Regions from separate parts of the Mus musculus genome. Here regions 1 and 2 are each linked to region 3. A link is a contact called in public ChIA-PET and promoter capture Hi-C data. All regions are on one chromosome and are shown on one strand. The core of a region is the stretch at or near the end of the contact, and the rest is flanking DNA. Distances in the headings are between cores, read along the strand shown.

Evidence for each region. Promoter capture Hi-C pulls out the DNA fragments that hold promoters and counts their contacts. ChIA-PET counts read pairs in DNA pulled down with a chosen protein or histone mark.
Region 1: a contact with region 3 is called in an RNA polymerase II ChIA-PET map of memory CD8 T cells, with 14 read pairs. The contact joins the promoter of Uimc1 here to the promoter of Simc1 in region 3. A contact is called at or near these places in 1 of 39 promoter capture datasets (neural stem cells), 1 of 484 Hi-C or Micro-C datasets (embryonic stem cells), 1 of 115 datasets of contacts at active chromatin or transcription factors (memory CD8 T cells) and 1 of 9 other capture datasets (pancreatic islet).
Region 2: a promoter capture Hi-C map of pre-B cells shows a contact between it and region 3, with 3 times the contacts expected there. The contact joins the promoter of Rab24 here to the promoter of Simc1 in region 3. A contact is called at or near these places in 1 of 39 promoter capture datasets (pre-B cells) and 1 of 115 datasets of contacts at active chromatin or transcription factors (memory CD8 T cells).

Annotation. Positions count from the first base shown.
Region 1 is chr13:55,098,758-55,101,817 of GRCm38.p6, reverse strand. It overlaps Uimc1 (ubiquitin interaction motif containing 1), which reads left to right and starts at 1,518. Exons shown (of 15, transcript NM_011307.3): 1 at 1,518-1,621.
Region 2 is chr13:55,320,468-55,323,628 of GRCm38.p6, reverse strand. It overlaps Rab24 (RAB24, member RAS oncogene family), which reads left to right and starts at 1,649. Exons shown (of 8, transcript NM_009000.3): 1 at 1,649-2,091; 2 at 2,171-2,239; 3 at 2,449-2,527; 4 at 2,635-2,702; 5 at 2,785-2,884; 6 at 3,076-3,126. The coding sequence starts at 1,975. Prelid1 (PRELI domain containing 1) reads right to left here and starts at 1,574. Exons shown (of 5, transcript NM_025596.5): 1 at 1,348-1,574; 2 at 551-776. The coding sequence starts at 1,439.
Region 3 is chr13:54,502,022-54,505,191 of GRCm38.p6, reverse strand. It overlaps Simc1 (SUMO-interacting motifs containing 1), which reads right to left and starts at 1,387. Exons shown (of 10, transcript NM_176987.4): 1 at 1,188-1,387. The coding sequence starts at 1,316. It overlaps LOC115486438 (a long non-coding RNA gene), which reads left to right and starts at 878. Exons shown (of 3, transcript NR_168901.1): 1 at 878-1,423.

The sequences.
Region 1 (3,060 bases), core at 269-2,768, 600 kb before region 3:
CCTGATGCTGGCTCGGGTGGAGGATTTGAGATTGCAGGGTGTGTTGGAGAGGAACCCGTGTCAAGTACATACAGATAAAGGAGCGGAGCTGCCAAGTGGAATGCAGCCCCGCTTGGCTTATTACTTGGGCAGCTCGGGCCAGAGTCAAAGTTGTGGCATGTGTCGTTAGTCCTGGTTTTTGACCCCTAGCTGAGGTCCTGTTTATTCCACTTTCTATTTGTCTCCTCCTCCCATTGCTTTATCATTACCACGATGTATCCATCTATCATCTGGTCCATTAACCTATGCTTTTAGGAGTACTGTTTCCCACAAACTATGAACTACTTTTTGTAAGCTTATGAAAAGCATATGAGAGTGTTCACATTTGTTGGCTTGCTATAATTTCAGTGAGACTACCCACCACCGTCACCACCACCATCCCCTTTTTGGGAGAGGTGGGGAAACGGACCTACCAATGCCTTCTGAGTTCTGAGATAAAAGTCCTGGCTTCAGTAAGATTTTTTTTTAAGATTTATTTTTATGTATATGAGTACACTGTAGCTGTCTTCAGAAGAGGGCATCAGATCTCATTACAGATGGTTACCATGTGGTTGCTGGGAACTGAACTCAGGATCTCTGGAAGAGCAGTCAGTACTCTTAACCACTGAGCCATCTCTCCAGCCCCTTCAGTAAGATTTTTTTGTTTGTTTGTTTTGTTTTGTTTTTTGTTTTTTTGTTTTTTTTTGAGACAGGGTTTCTCTGTATAGCCCTGGCTGTCCTGGAACTCACTTTGTAGACCAGGCTGGCCTCGAACTCAGAAATCTGCCTGCCTCTGCCTCCTGAGTGCTGAGATTAAAGGCGTGCGCCACCACGCCCAGCTTAGTAAGATTTTTTTAGGCGCTATCAAACCTTGAGTTTTATTTGTTAAATTTTATTGTAGGAATATTTCATATTTTATTCACCTTTGACATTTCTGCTGTTGCCTTTTTTTTTTTTTCCTCCTCAAGGAAATGGACTTTCTGGAGCATATATTTCAAGGAAATATATGTTGTAGAAATTTCAGTATTATTATTATTATTTTAGTTTTTTTTTTTTTTTTTACTTTTTATTGGTTCTTTGTGGATTTCACATCATGCACTCCATCCCACTCATCTCCCCCTACAATCATACCCGCCCTCCACTCTTGTAATCTCTCCTTAGCAGAGAGCAAGATTCAGTATTTTTGTGTTTTAGGATGCTTAAATTCCGCTAAGACGATCAGACATTAATTAACATTATACCATCTGAGAGTTTCTAACTAGTCATGTGAACATTTAATTTGAACGTAATTTTGGATTCATGCAAATAAATTAACCAGAGGAAGCTTGATGCAGCAGAGCTTATTTCGAAGGGTGTCTAGGGACCCTATTGGCTTTCTTTGGTTTCCCCTAAACCCCTCTCTTAACAGCACTCAGGGACCCAGGAACTGTGTGAGCATACAGCGGCCCACAGGGCTCCGCGCCTGCGCGCCCCGCCCCTCGCCCCGCCCCTCCCCGCCCCTGCCGCCTCGCGCCGCCGCGCGGGCTCTCCTCTTTCTAAAGAGTTGCGGCCGCTCGCGACCCCCAGCGTTCAGGAGGCGCTGGGCGGCGCTGCCAGATCCGCGGTGAGTACGCGTCGCCTCTGCACTCCGCGGCCGTCGGGGCCGCCTGCTTCTCGCTGTCTGCCGGGCGGCTGCCGCTGCTCCCGAGGCGCGCCTCGCAGCGACTAGGCCTCTCGGCCGGGCGGAAGCCGATGCCGGCCGGGTCGCTCTCGCAGCTGCCGGGCAGCCCGGGCGCTCGCGCCCCCCGGGGTTCCCCTCCCTCTGCGGGCGGCGGTCGTCGTCCGGAGCGCCCTCTCTTGCTATCCGAGCTTCCTGGTAGCCTGGTCGCCCGCCCGGCTAACGGACCGTCCGAGGACCGCCTAGGCCCGCTGCCTGCCCCACGTTACTTTGCTTGTCTTGTGGTAGTTGGCTTCATTAGTTCTTCGGCCGCCCGAGACACCGCTACCACCCGGGTCTCTCTGTGTAGCTCTGGTTGGCTTTGAACTCACAGGGTACCCAAGATGGCTTCTATAGAACTCGCCAACCTCCTGCCTCAGTCTCCCGAGAAATATTTTCCCCTGGAAATCTATCATTTACCACTTAACGTAGCCAGTCGAGCCTAGTGCGTTTCTCTCGTGGCTGATGACAGGCGGTGTGTCAGAAACCTGTGAGACCAGAGCGTTGGTCCTCTCAGAGATGGAGTTGGGTGTGAATCTGGACCACTTCGCTCCAGGCTTCTTGCATGTAGTCATCATATGATGTACGGGCAACGCTGCGGAAAAAGTGAGCCCAATGGTTAGGGTGTTGTTGGGTTTGTAGCACAGTCAAAGAAAGTCTACTTGTGGAGCCAGACGCATGAGTGTCATTTCCCGGCATAGCCACTTGCCAACTCCTTTTTTACTAAAGTTCCTAATGTGTTAGGGCGCGTTAGGGTTCTTGAGAGAAACAACCTCAGTATTGGGTGTGAGAAACCTACAAGTTTGTCTATTGATTCAGGCAGTGATAACTTATTGCTCCGGGTGCGTTTGAAATCTTTTATTTTTGCACACTTGTGGGCACACTGGGTGTGAACACACACACGGGCACACACACACACCACCCTCCACCACTACACCGATGTTAGTGGGAATCTTCTTAAATGTCTCTCCATCTTAATTGGGGCAGGGTCTCTTGGAGTTGGTTGGTATGTCTGGCTGGCTTCCTCGGGGATCCCCCTACTCACTATCCACCTGCTGGAATTTACCCACTGAATAATCTCCCCTGAATTCTGTTGCTATATGTGTATGTATGTGTGTGTGTAAGAGAGAGAGAGAGAGAGAGAGAGAGAGAGAGAGAGAGAGAGAGAGAGAGAGATTTTATAGGTATGCATTTACTTTACTCAGTTACAGAAACAAATCACTTTTAATTGTAATCAATTGATAAAGGAGTTTATTCTATCAAGCTTTCTCACTTCTTCTTTTGTGCTGGAGATCAACTCCAAGAGCCTTGTGCATTTATAAGTTTTATTTTATGTTTTTGAGACA
Region 2 (3,161 bases), core at 400-2,899, 820 kb before region 3:
CCGAGGCACACCCCAGTTATCTCCACTTGATGTGACTCCAACAGGGAAGCCACAGCCTCCCTTTCTCGATCAGCATCATTCCTGAAAGCCACCCCCCCCCCCATATGTATGCATGCATGCATGTCACCAACTGACTGCTCTGCGCACAGTACTTGTAACAAGCTTTGAAAAGGGGTGTCAGCCGGGCAGTGGTTGGTGGTGCACGCCTTTAATCCTAGCACTTGGGAGGCAGAGGCAGGTAGATTTCTAAGCTCGAGGACAGCCTGGTCTACAAAATGAGTTCCAGGAGAGCCAGAGTTTCACAGAGAAACCCTGTCTCGGGGAAAAAAAAAAAGAAAAAAAGAACAGGGGTGTCTTTCCCCACCATCTGAGAGCCAAGGGACAGTCCCAGAGAATCTGACCAATCGAAAGGGTAGACCAATCTAAGGGCAGAACTCTAGAGATGCAGCTCATTGGTATTTTAGGCCTGCCTCTGGCCACAGAAGTTCCCACAACTCTCTTGCCTGAAATCTGAAGGGCAACTATTTTGAGGGAGCAAAGGAAGTCTCACCATCAGCCGGGCATGGTTGATGTTCCAGGTGAAGGTGGTCATGGTCTGATTCTGGGGGTCCACAATAGAGTCCTCCAGGATGTACACGGAGTGAGCAACGTTGGCAGGAAACAGTCGCTCTGCCCAACGTGGCATCCTGTTGGTCTTGGTCAGGAGTCTCCGGGACAGTAGCTTCTGGTCGGGGGTCACCTCCCGGTGCACTATGTCTTCGGTTAAGACATGTTTGCTGCAAGAGTTAAAGATGATTCTCAGGAGCCTGCTCTTGACAGCATGTCTACTGGTTCCTATTTAGCGCCTCCAGGTCATGGCTGCCTGCAATCTGTGATCTGTGCCCGGGTTCAGAATTAGAGTACACTGAACCTATCCCCGGGCAAATTCCAACTCCCTCCTCCACCCGACATGGATTCTGTGGCTCTCCAAAGCGAGCAAAATCTCAAGAATTATACCACTAGAGAGCGCCAGCAGCAGGTAAGCAAACCATCCTCAGGATTTCTGGCCCCGAAATACCGCTCAACTCCCGTGCTGCCGCCTCTTCCTGTCCAACCACCTTTGGACTGCAAAATAGAAATCTAGAGCCCAATATAAATCACAAACTAGACAATCTTCTTCGAGGACTTTGGAGGCTTGGACTGATTCTAATCCTATAAGGATTTTGTGCTATAACTGTGGCCACAGTTCCGCAGATAGCCCACATCGGACTCTGTCCAGTCTTTCAAACTCCACTATTGAAGGACAGCCTACGGTGCGATCTCCAGAAGAAGAGAGGAAGGCGACTCGCTCTACCCAACGCCACGTACCTATAGGGATTCGGGTACCGTTGCCAGAAGGCGGCGAACACTTGGTCCCAGGAACTTCGGAGCACGCTCTGGCCCAGGAAATACTTCACCATCGTCCCGACCCGGACGGGCTCAGCACCCGTGCAGCATCAGGGTGAAGAGCCCGGGGGTGGGGGGGACGTGGCTAGGCGCACGCCCGCCAGGCTCGCAGCTCAATCTCCGCAGGACCGCGCCCAGGTCCCTACCGCCGCCATCAGGGGTTATAGGACTGCACGACGCTTCCGGCGCCGGATGCATAGGATCGGCCACTTCCGGCGCCCGCGTCACGTGACCGGGCGTCCCGCCTCTTGGCTTCCAGTCCCAGAGGTGCTGTTTGGAGTTAGCTACGAGGACCCCAGATTCAGTCGGTAACCCCGGCGCAGCGGAGCTTCGGGCGCAGCGGCGGTCGCGCGGGTGAGCACCGCAGGGCTCTGCGGCGCGGTGGAGGGCGCTGTCCGCGTCCCCGCGCCGCGGCTCTGCAAAGGACGGAGCGCCCCGGGCCGAGGCGCCAGGGGCCTGCGAGGTGCGAGGCCCTTGGGGTTGGGGTCTGAGGCTTGGGCTCTGCCTGGGCCGCGCGGACCCTGAAGTGGGTGAGGCGGCCCAGGGAGCATGAGCGGGCAGCGCGTGGACGTTAAGGTGGTTATGCTGGGCAAGGAATACGTGGGCAAGACGAGCCTGGTGGAACGATACGTGCACGACCGCTTCTTGGTGGGGCCCTATCAGAACGTGAGTGCACCCCTGCGGAGCAGGCATGGGAGGAAGGGGTCCGGCCAGTATTCCACACTTATCTCTTCCCTGGTTGTAGACCATCGGGGCTGCTTTCGTGGCCAAGGTGATGTGCGTTGGAGACCGGACGGTGACTCTGGGCATTTGGGTAAGTCCCTTGAGAACAGAGTCTTGTGCAAACCTGTCTCCCGAATTTAATGTCTTGCCTCTTAAACCAGCCAACTGGAGCCTCATAGAGGTCGTTTTTCCTTCCTCACACCCATTTACTCGTCTAAAAAAAGGAGGGGGGGTTGTCTGGAAGATGGGGCCTATTTTGTAGTCTTGTGAAGGAGCTTATTAACTCCTTTCACCCCTCAGGACACAGCAGGTTCCGAGCGCTACGAAGCCATGAGCAGAATCTATTACCGGGGTGCTAAAGCTGCAATTGTCTGTTATGGTAAGGGGTTGAATTCTGGCGTGTTCAAGTAGTAAGGGTTAGGTTACAGGCCAGCATCAGAGGGAAGCCGCTGATCTTTATGTGTCTCTTGCCTTACCCTTACCAAGACCTCACTGACAGCAGCAGCTTTGAGAGAGCCAAGTTCTGGGTTAAGGAGCTGCGCAGTTTAGAAGAGGTAGGTGGCCAGATATCACAAGAGTAGGGACAGAGACTGTATTGGTCTGTGGAGATAATCTCAGCCTTGTCTTCTGCTACAGGGCTGTCAAATCTACCTGTGTGGCACTAAGAGTGACCTGCTGGAGGAAGACAGGCGGCGCCGTCGTGTAGACTTCCATGATGTTCAGGACTATGCCGATAGTAGCTGTTTTTAAGTCTCTGAGGATGGGGGCTTGGGGGCGGGTACTATCTGCCTGAGTGTATTTCAAAGATGGGAATGACAGTCTTGGTTGCTTTCTGGCCTTCTTGAACCTGTGTGGTTCAGGAGACTGAACTGTTAGCTACATTTAGGTGTGCTCCCCAAGTGTGAAGACAGTCACTTCTCTTTGCAGATATCAAAGCCCAACTCTTTGAAACATCCAGCAAGACAGGCCAAAGTGTGGGTGAGTGTTGTCTTGGGTCCTGTCAGCAGGAACAG
Region 3 (3,170 bases), core at 138-2,637:
GTAAACAAGTCTGTAGGGCATTTCCTCAACTAGTGATTGCAGTGGGAAGACCCAGCCTATTGTGGGTGGAGCCACCCCGGGCTAGTGGTCCTGGTTTCTGTGAGAAAGCAGGTTAAGCAAGCCAGAGGTGGCAAGCCGGTAAAGAAAGCATCGCTTCACCATACGGCCTCTGCACAACCTCTACTTCCAAATTCCTGCCCTGCTTGAATTCTTGTCCTGACTTCTTTAGTATGAACAGCGAAGTGTAAACTAAACCAATTTCTCTCCAAGTTGCTTTGGGTCATGGTGTTTCATCACAGCAACAGTAATCCTAAGACACCTACCTTTGGGTGTAGGAAGACTTCCCAAAGGCAACTTAGAATGAATGAGCACTCAAAATGTGATTTACACGCTTATAGAGTAGCTGACATTGATTTAGGACACATATTAGGAAGAACAGAGAAGGATCCCTTGATTTTTGAAGCCACAGCATGTAGATCATGGTAGGGGTCAGGTCACTAAATTTCTGTGGAGAGTTCTAGAAAGCCAGAGACCACAGATATTTTTATTCCATCACTTCAGGAGCAGGGACAAAGATAAAGAACCGAAGGAAAAACAAAGGTGGGAGTGCCCCGCCCCCTGGCTTTGTATGTGATTCGCATCTGCAAAGCAAAATTAACTGTCCTTCTCCACAACTCAAAAATCGGGGCCCTAGCTCAAGAACTAGGCCCTGCAGCGCAGCCGCCACCATGCCAAGGGCGGCGCTTCCCTCGCTCGCAGCCGGGGCTCCTGTTACCTCCTTGCACACATCTGTGCCCATCATAAGCCAAACAATTACGCGCTCCCGCGCGCCCGCCTCGAGGTCCGGGTGGCGGCTGCGGCCTGGCCAGGACCCCCCACTCCTCCCGCTGCCAAAGCTCTGGAGCCAGCTCGGGCCGGAGGCCACCGCCGGCCACCGCTTGGCAGCTCGCACTGGTGCTCAGTGTGTCGCCCATGTGCTCGGCCGGCTCCGCAGCACAACCCTGTAGGGCTCAGCGCTGGCCAGCCCGAGGCCTGCCTTGCCAGCGGCGCCACCGAGCTCCTCGAGGCCCGAGGCCGCCAAAGGCGGGAAGACACGGCGGCGGGGAGCCAGGGTCGCAACGCTGAGGCCCCGAGGGGGCGACGCTCGGCTCCCGTCGGGCGTGGCGAGCGGCAGTGGATTCACTCACCACGGTTCGGCGGGGCAGCGCGCCGGGGGTCCGAGACAGGGCCCGGCGCAGCCTCCGCGCCCTGCCCGAGCGGGTCCCGGCCGAGCTCTCGGAGCCACTGTCGTCGGAGATCACGATAAAGTCCTCCATGGCTACGGGCCCGGCGGAGCCACGCGCGAGCGGCGAGCGGCCCCGGCGACTCCGACTCCGGTTCCAGCTGCTGAAGCGACTGCAGCGAAGGCGTCGCAGACACCGGGGTTAGTACCCCGCCGGCCCCGCCCCCTCCATTGCCCCGCCCCCACCGCGCCCCGCCTCCAGAGGACCGGTCCCGCTCGGAGCCCCGCCTATCTCGGGGGCAGCCGCGCGCCCGGGTCAGGGCAGTGTCACAGAACCCTGGAGGAGCCAGGCTCCCTTTCCCTCAGAGAAGGAGAGAGAGGGAAGAGAGGGAAAGGGAGGGATAGAACCGAGGGGCTGGGCCGCATGGTCGGCGGGCTTGAAAAACGCTGAGGTTGAGAGGTTGTCCGCCGCCGCTCTCAACCGATCACAGTGGGCAGTGCTGGTGACGAGCCCCTGGCTGCAGGTGTGAGGACTGGAGTGAGCTGATGGAGCCTCTGATAGCGCATTTAATTGACCCGGTAGTGGAGCCTGCACCTGGCAGAAGGAGCAGTGACGCCTTCGGGTTAAAGAAGCCCTGAGGGGCTGAAAAGGGTAACCTGAACCTAGGGTTTTATTGACTGGGGCTTCTGGCTGAGATAAGGGAGAGATACCCACTCTTGTGTGTGCAGGTAAATCCGTGGGATAAATTCCCAGAAGCAGGTTTATTGGATCAAATCTATGTTTTTATTGTTATTTTGACAAATGGTACCAAATTGTCTTAAGTTGTGCCGATTTGCGGTTTCACCAACAATACGTGTCGCAGGAATTTAAACTGTCAGATGTAAGAGTTTGTTGAGTTTCTAGTTGACAGAAACCACTGAAAAGGCACATACAGAGAGCTATGAGGTCCCAGAGTGCCCGTATACTCCAATGCTGTGAGCAAGCAGAAAATATAGGGATAAAATTGTATCCCCATCAGAGGGAAATATGGGTAAGTAGTGAATTCTTTGGTTGTTTTGTTGAAGGGTAGGGACATTAAATCAAAATAGGGCCCATGGCTATTTTAAAAATGTGCAATACTGACAAAACCCTGCTGCTTATGCTCAAGTAACTTCAAAAAATAGAATAATAAAATGTCTTTAACAAAAAGGGGGGAGTTCCTAGAGGCAAAGCTGTTGTGTGCTGTCTAAGCAGCGTGTGATGCAGTGTTTTCTAATCTTTAGTGAACTTCTGAATCAGCCAGAGAGTGTATAATAAAGTTTGCAGGACTACACACCAGTGTTTCTGACTGAGAAACTGAGTTTTGGGAGTGAGCCCCAAATTGGTATTTCTCTCAGGTTTCTAGGTGATATTGACATTGCTTAGAGTCTGGTGAACACACTTGAAGGTTCACTGCTCTGAGTCAGGCATCACGGTGCTTGCCTTGAATCCTAGCTCTTGAAAGGCCAAGGTCAGCCAGGGTGAGAGAAAGGGAGAGGAAGGAGGAGGAAAAGGAGGAGGGGAGAGGGAAAGGGGAGGGAAGGGAAGGAGAGAGATCACTGGCCTGTTGGGCAAATAGCTTGACCACAGGTTTCAGATGTTTTGGTCCAGTGGGTGAATTGTTATAAAGGGATACAGTAAAGTAAGTTTCCTGTAGTGCTATCAAGCATCCATCTCAACACACACACACACAACACACACACACACACACACACACACACACACACACGGAATCTAATCTAGGACTCCATACAGGCTAAGCTATACCCCTGTCTCTTTGACTGTGGTTTTTCTAATCAGTTATCTCTAGCGTCTAACTGCCTCTTGTTCCTCCACTCAGCCCTTAAATCTTTATTTTTTTTTCTTAGTCCTTTGGTTTTTTTTTTAAGCTTTTATTAGATTTTTAAATATTATTTTATACAAATGAGT